3 separate regions of the Zea mays genome follow, and all the other regions are linked to region 2. A link is a contact called in public Hi-C data. All regions are on one chromosome and are shown on one strand. Each heading gives the region's core, a stretch centred on a gene start, on an enhancer-like site or on the middle of the called end of the contact. The rest is flanking DNA. Distances are from core to core; before and after follow the strand shown. Region 1 holds the start of LOC542182 (RING/U-box superfamily protein). Region 2 holds the start of LOC100277664. Region 3 holds the start of LOC103635734 (phospholipase A1-Igamma1, chloroplastic).

What was found. A called contact is a pair of places that touch in the nucleus more often than the background predicts.
Region 1: a contact with region 2 is called in a Hi-C map of leaf, with 2.0 times the contacts expected there. The contact joins the promoter of LOC542182 here to the promoter of LOC100277664 in region 2. A contact is called at or near these places in 2 of 25 Hi-C or Micro-C datasets (both in leaf).
Region 3: a Hi-C map of tassel shows a contact between it and region 2, with 2.1 times the contacts expected there. The contact joins the promoter of LOC103635734 here to the promoter of LOC100277664 in region 2. A contact is called at or near these places in 2 of 25 Hi-C or Micro-C datasets (ear and tassel).

The regions. Positions count from the first base shown.
Region 1 is chr8:116,245,184-116,249,638 of Zm-B73-REFERENCE-NAM-5.0, forward strand. It overlaps LOC542182 (RING/U-box superfamily protein), which reads left to right and starts at 2,044. Exons shown (of 6, transcript NM_001305873.1): 1 at 2,044-2,514; 2 at 3,185-4,042; 3 at 4,124-4,318. The coding sequence starts at 2,314.
Region 2 is chr8:116,438,995-116,443,186 of Zm-B73-REFERENCE-NAM-5.0, forward strand. LOC100277664 reads left to right here and starts at 1,390. Exons shown (of 1, transcript NM_001151171.2): 1 at 1,390-3,808. The coding sequence starts at 1,971. The coding sequence ends at 3,059.
Region 3 is chr8:116,306,314-116,310,698 of Zm-B73-REFERENCE-NAM-5.0, forward strand. LOC103635734 (phospholipase A1-Igamma1, chloroplastic) reads right to left here and starts at 2,891. Exons shown (of 2, transcript XM_008658116.2): 1 at 1,381-2,891. The coding sequence starts at 2,768.

The DNA.
Region 1 (4,455 bases), core at 794-3,293, 190 kb before region 2:
ATATAAGTTATCATGGTATTATATGTTCCCGTTGCAACGCACGGGTACTGACCTAGTTAACTAATAATTAGCAAACTATTTACTCTCTCAGTTCCGATTTATATTTGTTTGACTTTTTTACCCCAAGTTTTAACGACTCATCTTATTTAAAAAATCATAATTATTAATAATTTTTACAATGATATCGTTTAACATGTAATATAATTTAAGTATGGGTTTGAATTTTCCATTTTTCAAAAAATTGAATATGATGAGATGGTCAAACTTGGTAAAAAATCAAACAAATTATAAATTGGGACATATGGTGTATTAATTATCTAGTTTTACTATCAACCTTTTAGCCAACTAAGAGCAAGTCTAATAATATAGGCCACATCAGGGCTTTATGATGTTGACATATCACATATAGCCAACTAAAAAGTTTAGTCAATCACACAAGATGTACATTTAATATTTGGTCCATCTCTTCCCCTCACAATCTCTCTTGGAGTCCATTCTCTCTGTATTTCTCTTTCTTTTGTATCAATGTAAATCTAGGGATTGTTTGGTTGTAGAATTTGACCGGTAACGTAAACGCTATTTGATAACGCTGCAAATGAAAAAGAAGTAAGCTATTACTTAGATTGTTTGGTTCAGCTCAGGTAAGTCCTACTATACTATTGCACTTTGATGGGAGGGGTATTGGATAACACTCCATTTTCTATAAGTCCGTATCCAACTACATGGTAGTACATGGGTCTGTTTGGTTCAGCTTTTTTCTGACCATCTTTTTCGAAAATCTAGATGTGGGGAGAATCTGGCTCTGTAGAGAATCTGTGTATCATTAGGATTACGTGCGGAGGAAGATAAAGTTATCAATGAGACTCAGGATCTATAAAGTGACGGATTACTACTATTGTGACAACTCAACCGATTATATGTTTATGTTGATTTTGAATGTTTTTTACCCAAACGAATTTTATAAAAGCTGGCTGAAAAGCTGAGTGTTTGGCAGTCCGCAGCAGCTTTTGGTGGCCAGAAGCTGCGAGAATCTGGCTGTGTAGAGAATCTAAGTATCATTAGGATTACGTGCGGAGGAAGATAAAGGTGTCCATAGGACTCAGGATCTAGAAAGTGATGGATTCCTACTATTGCAACGACTCAACTGCCCTGTTTGTTTCAGCTTTTGGGGGCTTCTGGCCACCAAAAGCTGCTGCGGACTGCCAAACGCTCAGCTTTTCAGTCAGCTTCTATAAAATTCGTTTGGGTACAAACCATTCAACATCAACATAAACACATAATCGGTTGAGTCGTTGCAACAATAGGAATCCGTCACTTTCTAGATCCTGAGTTCTATGGACACATTTATCTTCCTCCGCACGTAATCCTAATGATACTCAGATTCTCTACATAGCTAGATTCTTCCTACAGCCAGATTCTCAGAAAAGCTGGTCAGAAAAAAACTGAACCAAACAGGCCAAGCGCAATACAACTTAATCAATTGCCATTGTAATCAAATAACGTGACATCCTACCAAACCAAACAACATCCTAATGTATATCTTATAGTTTATCTACATCATCTTATTATATTTGCTTTAACTATTAGGTTTAGTACATTTAAACGTGACGTAAATAAAGTTGTACATACCCTCGGGGCTGTCGCGGCGGACACGGTCGCATAATTAGACATAAGACACTCAAAGTTGTACTATCTATTACTCTCTCTGGTGTACTATTAATTGTCATTTAGGACAACGACGTGGTCCCAAAATATAACTCTGACCAATGTCTTTTTCTTTAAAATACAAATAAATTTTTAATATATTTATACTTTATAAAGTACTTGTTAATACAAATCGGTGCATATAAACATTGTGTTTTAAAACTACATAATAAAATAATTATTTGTAGCCAAAATTTTATAAGTTTGACTAAAATATTATCTAAAAAGACAACTAATAAGACAGAGAGAGTAGTAGTAGTTTGAAAGTGCACAATACACGCCATTATTCGGACGAGTAACCACTCAATCAAACAACACTCCAATCAACGCAAGGACGCATCGTATCGGGTAGTTTTACCGAACCATCTCTCTCTTCGCCTAGCGTGTATGTAGCCAAGCTACGCTAGCGTCTGAAGCGGTGGAAGGAAAGACGAACGAAGCTACAGCTGCCGAGGTCCCCGTTCCCGCCCACCGAGGCGTCGCGCATGCGGCCACCCGCACCCAGGCACTGGCCCGGGGGAGCGAGGCGTGGAGGCGGAGCAATGGCGGGCGGTCTGGACCGATCCGTGCAACTGTAGGCGCGGCGCGGGGGGTGTTGGCTGGTGCGTGATGGGATCTGGGAGCAGCAAGGCAACCACCTCCTCCACGTCGCCCACGGCGGCGGAGGCGGGCGGCGAGGGTAAGAGGCCAAATGGTAGCGAGAAGGCGAGGAGGGGGAGGAGCCTGCTGCCGCTGCCGAGTTCCTCCTGCTTCCGTGGCTCCACGACGCCTTGCGATTGCGACGTTTCCGCAGTGGCGGTGGACGTCGAGGTAAGGGTGTTTCCTTTCCCTCGCGGTGCTTTCGAATCTGTGCGTGTTGGAATGCGGCGAATCAGGCGAAGGAAGGGTGTTTTCACAAATGGAGCGCGGATACGTGTTAGATCTTGTCGCTGTGAGTTTGCTAGCCTCGGTTTCTGAGCGAGCATTTCTGGGGATTCGAGATTGTTCAATGGCTCCATAATTTGGTTTCAAATTGCAGTAACTGAATTCTGAACCATATTTTTTTTTTGGAAACTGAGTTCTGAACTTCTGTTTGATTGGATGTGCTACAAAAATTTCTTTCCGTAAATTATCTTCTTTCTCTTTGATTGCCTGTTTAGTTTCGATCATGTCAAATATTTTTGAACTCCTTGCGTATGAACTGTGGTGCACTACCCCTCAAAAAAATGGAGTACTAAAATGTACTATTATGATTTATGAATGAATAGTACAACTTGTTGGAACTAGATATGTTGCTTTGTTGGAATTCTAAACTTCATTTATCTGTAGTTTTTTAATTGAGTTGCCGTTACAGTTTTGGATCAAAGTCTTCATTTCTGCTATAATTAGACTGCCCATCCCCGTACCTATATCCAAACTCCACTATGTGAACAGCGCAGTCTAGGTAAACTATGGTAAACTGTTGGATTCAGTCTTAAATGATGCATTTGTATGTTTCTAGTGTAACAAGGGAGGGGAGACTGCAAGCCTACCTTCACTCACTCACACTACAAAATCTGATGAAGATGTTCTTGCAACGCCTAAGTCTCATCCCGGTGAAGAGATAACACTACCTTCATCAGATAGGGAAAGAGATCAAGATGATGGCGTGCTACAGAATGCTGCTGCCACTAACACTTTAACAGCAGCCAGTCAATTGACAGATCCTTCTGGGAGGTCAAGGCCACGTTTTGGTGTCAACTTTGGGTTGAGTAGAGCTGTCAGCTTGGGATCATCAGTAGCCTGCTCTATTCTGTCATCTGGCCTCCCGACTTCTGCTAACCCAGGTGAAGGTCGGGGTGATGTGGATGACTCTTCTGATACAGTCATCTCCCAGCAGGGTAGTGCACCAACTGCTGGGATTGATTCGACTCTAGACATGCTTAGAGATAGTGTCACGGCACAAGCTAGAGCAGCTCGTCAGGCTAGAAGAAATCTGCAAGAATCTGAAGATGCTATCTTGAGGAACTCCTACAGAAGGATGGGATCTCAGGAACCTTTTGAAGGCAGTGTTCGGTTTAGCCGAACATTAAGTGTTGGGCGGCTTCGGGACAGAGTCCTCAAACGGCCTCCATTCTCAGATGGGTTATTCACCCCTGCCCTTCTTTACGATAGGGCGGTATGGTTGTCTGGAAATGCTAGTGCTAGGCAAGATTCAGCAGTAATGCAAAGGACTAATTCAGACAGGAGTTCAGAATCGCGCTCTGATCCTTCAACCAATGGTCTGTACAACTTGAGCTCTGAGAGGCAGGCCAGTAATAGTGACCTACTGGAGCGTAGATCAGTTTTTCTTGAGAGGAGGCGGAGGATACGGTCTCAGGTAGTTTGGACTTAAACTTTATTTTAGCCTTGCTTATTACCTCTAAGAATTATAAGTTTATGAGTTTTTTTTTCTTAATAGGTCAGAGCTCTGCAAAGGTTGGGCAGCAGGTTTGAAAATTTATCTGGTCATGAGAGGTCCTGCATACTATCTGGTCAGCATAGAACAGGAACTTGCAACTGCAGAACAGGTAGTCGACAAGGCAATCCTGATGAAGAAACTAGCACAAGGGCTAGCATATCAAGAATTGTTATGTTAGCAGAAGCACTATTTGAGGTACGTTGTGCAAATATACGTACTGCCTCTGTCCAAAAAATGATTGTAATTCTCGCTTTTAATAAGTCAATCAATATCAAGTTTGATCAAATAGATACAAAAGGTACTAATAATATCATTAGATTAATAGTAATGTT
Region 2 (4,192 bases), core at 140-2,639:
CACATGATAGATCCAATGGTTAGGTTTACTTCGTGCAATCCATTTTACAAAATGAATAAAGTAGTCATGAGAAGAATAAACACTTCGATAAATAAAGTATTACCTTGAACAAAATAAAAAGAAGGTGTAGTTTCACATGATTTAGATAAATGTGTGCCGATAACGTATTAAGGATCATTTGCTACCAAATGTAGTCGAAGGACTCTTGAGACAAACGAGTAAATTACTTGTGGCTGTATTTCACCCTTTCTAGTCTTGGTTTAATCTTGATTTACACGGTGAAGAAGACTCCTCTATTTTAAGCTAAAAGTAGGATTACAGGTATATGGGCCTTCTTTGGCCCGTTAGGCCCATTAGGTTTCTCAACAGTAGCGTCCGTAGGAGGAGGAGGAGTAAAATACATGGTCCAACGGTTAGTTAATGCTACAGTACCTTGCCGTTGCAACAGTTTATGGAGGAAACACTGAACAATTGAGAACGACCGCTCGGCATTCAACAACGTCGCAGGAGTGGAATGGAGGCAACCTCTGTAGACTTGCCGAGATCTACCCCGGCCCCGGCCCCGGCCCCGGCCGTATTTCATTACTGCCTGGCATTTTTGTGTGTGTGTGTGTGTTGGCGGCAGGAAATTAAACGAATAGAATCAGGAGAGCTGTCGACAAATAACGAAGAAGATTTAGACTGGACAAACAACAGCATCGAAAGAAGATTTTTTTTAAAAAAAAAAGAACAAACAATGACGAACTACGACAACTCTGGCAAACCGAAGTCGCCGGCGGCCGGCGTCGACAGGGATGGGATCTCAACAGGTGACACAGCACGATGCATGGCGATTGCCATGCCAAGTGAGCAGGCTAGGGGCATGTTTGGTTCAGCTTTTTTCTGACCAGCTTTTCTGAGAATCTGTCTGTGAGGAGAATCTAGCTGTGAGGAGAATCTTAGTATTATTAGGATTACGTGCTGAGGAAGATAAAAGTGTCCATAAGACTCAGGATATAGAAAGTGACGGATTCATACTATTGCAACGACTCAACTGATTATGTGTTTATGTTAATTTTGAATGACTTTTACTCAAATGAATTTTATAGAAGCTGACTAAAAAGCTGAGCGTTTGGCAGTTCGCAGCAGCTTTTGGTGAGCCGAAGCTCCAAAAAGCTGAAACAAACACGGGCTAGTTCCTTTCCTTGGTAGCTGCATGCAGGAATCCAGGAACAGGAACTGTGCCACTGCAAATTTGCATGTGTTGCTGCGCTCCAGTGACTTGTCCACCTTTTCATGGGTGTAAGAAGGAAGTGGGTGCAGTGCAGTGCATGCCACATGCCAGCTTCATAAAGCGCAGCTGCTTTTCTTGCTACGTCGGCCTCGGCCATAGTAGCGTTCTCTCTTCTTGAAATCAGGTTTCTTTGTGTAGCAGGCACCGGTTGTTACGCTGCTTCAACCGGTCTGTGTCTAACGATGCGGTTGTTAGGCTGCTTCAAACCGGTCTGTATCAACTGCATCTACAGTCTTGTCGTGCTACGTCCGCTATCGATCATTCGATGCATATCTCCTTCTCAGTAAAATTATAGGAACAAAAAGGACGCATTTTCTTTTCTTTTTTTTTTGTCTCTCAGGAGTACTTCGACAAGTGAAGCTCGTGGATAGCATTGCCTTGCTTCGTCGTAGTTGACAGTTGACACCTATACTCCTACGTGCCGACTCGAGTCCCCGTCCAGGCGTCTATGGAAAGTGATCAGTCATCGCTCACATGCGATCGCGGCCGTCAGCGTCATGGCCCCCGTCCCTGCCGGCCTCAACTCGGCGCAGGTGCGACCCCTCACAGTCACATAAAGACGTCAGGTTCCCCACCCCCGAAAAGTTTTTACCTTTCCTCCCGTCTCCGTCTCCTCGCTGGCTCGCTATGCTGGCCGCCTCCACCGCGCCTCTCCGTCACTCCCCCAACGCCATGAGTCTGTAACGGCACACGTACCATGGGCAGGACCAGAGGCAACAGGGGCGTGGGCGGCGCGAAGTCGTTCCCGTCGCCGGCGTCGTCCTCGGCCTCGTCGTCGGAGTTCGAGTTCACGGTCACGCTGTCGCCGGCGTCCAAGCAGCGGTCGGCGGAGCAGCTGTGCCCGGCCGACGAGCTCTTCTACAAGGGCCAGCTCCTGCCGCTGCAGCTATCGCCGCGCATCTCCATGGTGCGCACGCTGCTGCTGTCCTCGGCGTCCACGTCGTCCGCCTCCGCGTCCGACTCCACCAACTCCTCCTCCCGCGACTCCAACGGCAGCACGTCGTCGTCCTTCTCCGCCGACTGCGGCGCGCTCCTGGGCCCGGACTCGGCGGCCTCGTCGTCTCGCCCCAGCTCCGCCACCGAGGACGACCGCCACCTGCATCCGCCGTCGGCCGCCGCGGGGCTGCTGCCACCCGCCAAGCGCACCGGGAAGCAGTACCTCTCGTCCTTCGCCACGCGCTTCTCCTCGGTCTTCCACCGCGGCGGCGCCGGCGCTCCGGCCGCGAAGAAGCAGCCGTCCAAGTCGCTCGCCAAGGAGGTGATCAAGAAGTACGCTAAGAAGGTGAAACCGCTCTACGAAAGGCTCTCCCAGATCCCCAACAAGAACCAGAACAACGTCGTCAACGGCAACAGCCAACCGCAGCAGAGGTTCAAGAAGCCCTTCACCTTCTCCATCCGCAAGAAAAAGGGCGACGCCGTCGCGGCAGTGGTGGAGGCGGCAGCAGAGGTTGGCGGCAACAAGTACGCGCACTCCAGCTCCTTCTCCGGAAACCTCTGGTTCCCGCGCCAGAAGCGGGCCACGGCGAGCTGCCCGTCATCGATGCAGTCGTCGCCTAGCCACTCGGGTCTGCTCACCTTTGGCGGGGCTGGCGGCGTGGGCTTCCCCGACGTGCCGGCCGTTGCCAGCGGCATTGGCGTCGGTCCGGTGTCGTTGTCCACGGCATCGTCCATGGAGGAGCTCCAGAGCGCTATCGAGGGCGCCATTGCGCACTGCAAGAACACGATGGGCGGAACCGTGTCGGTCAAGGCGGCGGCGGCGGCCGCCGACGAGATCTGCACGTTCTGAGCGCGACCACGCTAGGATTCCGGGGGGAGCTAAGTAAAGCAGGCTGTTTTAATCGGTAGCAGTACTTATCTGTTATTAGCAAATTTAATTTCGTCCGTCTCCTTTTTTTTTTTTGGGTAAGACTCTATGGTCATGGTCGTAAATAGGGGTAGTTCGGAGGGGGTTAAGATGATAGTCGGAGCCTTTTTCGATCTCTCCTTATCCTTCCTTGGTTTGGAAATTTGCATTAGCGCCCTCTAAATTGTAGCTCTAATTGCATTAGCACCCACGGCTACACCACTGAACAAAATGTTGGGGCAACCTTAACACAGTACTACATAAAATTCACAAAACAGCCTCAAGCGTTCATCTTAATTTGATGCTAGCTTCCAATGCATTGCAAAGCTCCGTAGTAGTTCATGTAAAAGCTGGGGGATCTGGGACTCTGATGTGGCAGTAGGTGGTATCGATTTTATTTTTATTTTTATATTTTTGCTGTGAGTTTAATAATATAATAATACTATAAGCTAACGCTAGTAGTATAGTTTGGCTTTAAACCTGTGGTACTTGGCATGATTGATTGCTTCAAAAAGTTCGCCTTGTCTGCTCTCCGCGCCGCTCAATGTATTCGTTTTGTTTGCTTCAAAAAAAGGAAGGCTTCTTTATTCTTGCTCGCTGTGACCGAGGAAAGGAAAAGAAAGGGGTCGAGCTTTTGTTTATTGGATTGATGACTTGTGTGTTTTGGTAAACTGCATCTCATATATATAAAAAAAATACCCACAAGGAGTTAAAAGTGGTTGCAACAACTAGTGGGCTTCGCTAGATCTGGCGGGCGGGGCATTGCATTGCATTGCATTGTTGCATATAGATGTTGTAGTATTCACATGGTTACATGCCCTCTGATAGGTCCGTGAAACAATATTATTAGCTACTACTAATCTTAGCTTGTACCCAGAGATCATCAGAGACGTTGACCGACTGACTGTTGAAGCAGACAGAGGCAGAAGGTCGGTTAGGGCTGGGGGGAATCTCTAGGTAGGGGGTTCATTCAACAGCCGGCCAGGCGGGACGTGCCATGCCATGCCACCCCTCCTCTCATGATTCGTACAGCCACGACAAGGAGATCGAGAGGCTTGTGACTAGAATGTGATGTG
Region 3 (4,385 bases), core at 1,641-4,140, 130 kb before region 2:
AGCGAGAGACGACAGCAAGCGGAAACAGCCAAAGAGGTGGCTGGACGTGGGAGCTTTTTAGCCGGTTTCCACGAAAATCAATTTAGTTAAAACTATCTAAAATCAACGTAAACATATAATCGATCGAGTCGTTGTGATAATCGTTCCCTTTCTACATCCTAAATTTTATAATCTCTTTTATCTTTCTTCGCACGATACTTAGGAGGGCGTTTGACAGTGCTCACACAACTCCGCTTCTAACGAGAATCACTCCCGCAGAGCCAAACGGTAAAAATCTGAACTGCTCCATGGTGGGAGTGGAGTGAATCTAGCCTCTATTTTGTACTAGAAAGTGGGAGGCAAAAAACATGCTTCCCACCGCACCCCTAATCTACTCTCTACTCTCTAACCCCTCAGGAATCACTTAACAGTCTATTTGCCAAAAGGTTTTTGTGCTAGAGAATCAATTGGAATCACTCTATTAGAGAATTAGCTCTCGGAGCTATAGAATTATGGAACGAAGCTCTGTTAAACAAGTCCTTAGATAGATTCACTCGATATCCAGATTCTCTTCATGACAAGATTTTCAGAAAAGCTTCTTAGAAAAAGCCCGAACCAATCAAACCTATGGCTATGGCTGAGAGGAGGGGATGGGGAGAAAGAGATCGATCACCACGTGGACGGTAGGGCCTTCAAATGTGCATTTGATACATATATTCGTCATCAACACTAAAAAAATCGTCATCTACCTCCAAACCTCACAAGCCTGGAATCTCTTTAAACAACTGTGCGTTGAGCATCTTGCACCGATCGGTTTGGAGGTGGTGTACGACTGGATCAGATCCCCTCGTTCATCATCATCCTTTCCGTGCAATCTGGTGACTAGGCTGTCATATCTGTTACTACTCTGTTAGTTGAGCACTTGAGCCCATGCCATGTAGGCCACTAGGCTCCTCCTTCCCCATGATTCGATTCGATGTTCGTCTCAACTAGTCTATCTATCTATATAATCTATTCGTACACGACACGACACCAATATAATGGCTGCAACGTTGCATGCACAATTTGCACACATTTAATTTGTCTCCAACCAAACCTAATCAATTTTTTATATTTGAAAAAAAATAATGCACAGCACAAGGCGCACGTTTGTTTAAAAAAAACACAGTCAAGTCACTCTCTCTCTCTCTCTCATAAAAAATGGAGGCCAGAGTCAGCCCAATTGCTAGGTCCTTGCATGCATGCCTGGCTGATGACGCGCTAGTTAATATCGCCGTCTAATCGCACGACACAGCCGCAGCCGCAACCGCTCTGCCTGGTGATAGCTTGTCTCAAGATGTCAAGCAATGAAGCGACGACGGCGACGCTGTCTGTTACTGTTAAGGTTAGGTGGCTGCTTACCCGTCGATGAGGTGGAGGTGCGCCTCCAGGTCGTGGTAGCACGCGGGGTCCAGCGTGTCCTTGAGGAACGGCGAGCGCTTGTGGTCGAGCGGCAGCTCCACGCCGACGTGGGCGTAGCACCAGGGCACACGCAGCAGGCCTTCCGCCACGCGCCGCACCACCTCGGGCGCCCCCTCGTTCAGCAGGATCCCCGGCATCCGCGTCACGTTGTCGTGCACGTTCACCACCCGCAGCGCCCTCACCCCGAGCTCCTCCTCGAAGCGCCGCTTGAACGCCGTGTTGCCCACCCGCGGGCCCCCGAACGAGAACACGCACACGGGCGCGGCCTCCATGTTCGCGCCGGTCTCCGCGATGTCGTAGGCGCTCAGCATGGCCAGCGCGCTGCCGAGGCTGTGCCCGGTCACCGTCACGCTCACGTCCTCCCCCGCCGCCGTGTAGCGGCCCACCAGCCGGCGGACCTCCGTCAGGACCTGCTCGCGCGCCGAGTACTTGCAGAACCGGCAGCTGGGGTCCCGGTCCGTGTACAGGTCCACGAACCCGGCCAGCACCTTCACCTCCCGGTCCGGGCACGGGATGCCCTCCTCCGCCACGGGCCGGAGGAAGTCCATGAGGTCCGACACCCATTCCAGCCGCGTCACCGTGCCGCGCCACGCGATGGCGATGTCGCGCCGCCCCAGCCGCGCGCTCTCCTCGTCCGTGGACACGGCCACGTACCCGATCCAGCTCGCGCTCTGGCTCCAGATCCTGGCGCCCGCCCGGGACTGCGGGAACAAGTTGGGGAACCGGATGTTGGACGTCGCGAACAGGTACCGGGACACCACGTAGCCGCGCGCCGCGTCCGCCATGCCCAGCCGCTCGAACAAGTCGCGCCGCGAGTACTTGCAGCTGCCGCAGTAGCGGGACGACGGGTCGTAGTCGAAGGCGTCGTAGCAGGCCTGCGCCAGCTCGCCGTACCGGATCAGCTCCGACCGCAGCAGCGGGTCCATGGGGTCCAGGAGCCCCGCCCAGTCGTCGCACCCGTGGATCTCGCGCCACCGACTGCGCAGCTCGTCCCGATGCTTCCCCGCGCCGCGGCGCCGAGCGTTGTCGTCGTCAAGGAACTGCTGCTCCTCTTCTTCCTCCTCCCGCTGCTCTTCGTCTTCTTCTTCCAGAACGTCGTCGCGGTACTGGGCGTTCGCCACGTCGTGCTCGAGCCTTCCGACGAGGGAGGCGACCGCGTCGTCCTTAGTGGCCGCCAAGCGAAGCCGCAGAGTGTTTGAGGTGGTGAGTGATCGCCATCGGCGAGGGGCTGGGCCGCCCGATAGGAAGGAGAGGTGTGGGTGAGTGCTAGCATGGTGGGGAAGAGTCGGTAGCCGGGCGGGAAGGTCGCGGCAGGAGAGGGGCGCCATTGGAAGGCGGCTGAGGTAGTCGTCGTCTGCGGTCTGCTGGATGCGAGGAGAAGAACCGAGGAGACCCAGTTTTGTGCTGGTGCCCACCAGCGACCAACGAGCAGGAGCTGGACGTCAACGCAGCGGGTAGCTAGCCTCAGTGATAATAAGTACTATTTTATTCAATATATCAGTACTCCTTAGACTTGAATTGACGTCACATTGGTTTGATATCGGTAGAGTATTGCCATTGTACTCAAGCTTTTGCGCTCACCTACTGTATTTCACATTTCCTATTGTACGGCTGAGTGCTGACCGGTATGTTTGGTCGCAGTAGTTTACTTTAGATTTTGAAAGGGAATTACAAGTATTAAATATTTATAAAATTAATTATATAGATAAAAGCTAAACAGCGAGACGAATTATTAAGCATAACTAAACTTATTTTTAATACTCGTAATTGATATTTAAACATTTATTTTGACACTTACTAAAGTCAGGACACCAAACGCCCCTTTAACAGCAACAGAGATGTTTGGTCCTAAAAATATAAAGTTTAGGATACTTTTTATTGTTGGATTCAGATTAGATACTATCTCCCGAAAATAAAGCAAAAATTAGACGCATGTGATTTAGCAAATCCCTATTTTATTGAACTGCCATCAATATAAGGTCATGATCAGTTGACCACGCGAGGGGCGTGTTTGTTTTGTTGCTGACCTTACCTCACGAGTTGCCTTGTCAAGGCTAGAGCCAATATGACTAGCTCAAGTTATGGAGAAAACTAAACACACACATCCGGGTAACCATGATGCACATCATGTTGAGAAGCATTTGTGGCACTGGTCACGGCCGGACGGTCCGGTCTTGAGGACCGGATGCTGTGGCCCACGGACGGCCCATCTATAGGCGTGGACAGTCCGCGAATAAATCGAATCAGACGCAAATAATCGTTTTCTGTGCGAGTTTATCCTCTAAATCCACGGTTGTTGTTGGGAGACGCCTAGTAACGAGTCCAAACTTTCTCCCTTATATATATTAAGGGGTACGACCGATTGCAATCACCAACAATCGATCAAACAATCAATATACTTTCCGTTCTTTACATTTTTGCTCTAGGAGTAGATAGTAACATAGTTTTCCCTCTCTAATCTCCGTCTCTCTTAGACTCCACGTCGTTTAGAGGTGTCTTAGGTGGCCTGCTGACCCTAAGACAAACCCTAGAATCTCTCCTCGACGGGGTCCCTCCCAAGAGCGAGATCTAGGTGTTGTTGGTGGACCCGTCGCCTCTGCGCCCGCGCGGACCATCTAGCCATCAGGCGCGGACCGTTTGACTCGTCAGCATAAACCCTAGCCCCTACGCCAGGTCAAGGACCGTCCGACCCTCAGCAGTGGACCGTCTACGTTTCACATAAAGCACCGTCACCAATACACATCACAGTGATTGGCGCCTGGATCGGTACCAACACATTTTTTGGCGACTCCGCTGGGGAAATCAGTGAAGATCTATCAGAACGGTCCTTAATGGTCTGTTCAAAAGATAGCTCTCACGTCTCTCCCAGCAACATCATCGAGCTGACTATACAAACTCTGCCGGCTGAAGATTAGCATGAGTTCGAAGAACACAAGGAGCAGCTG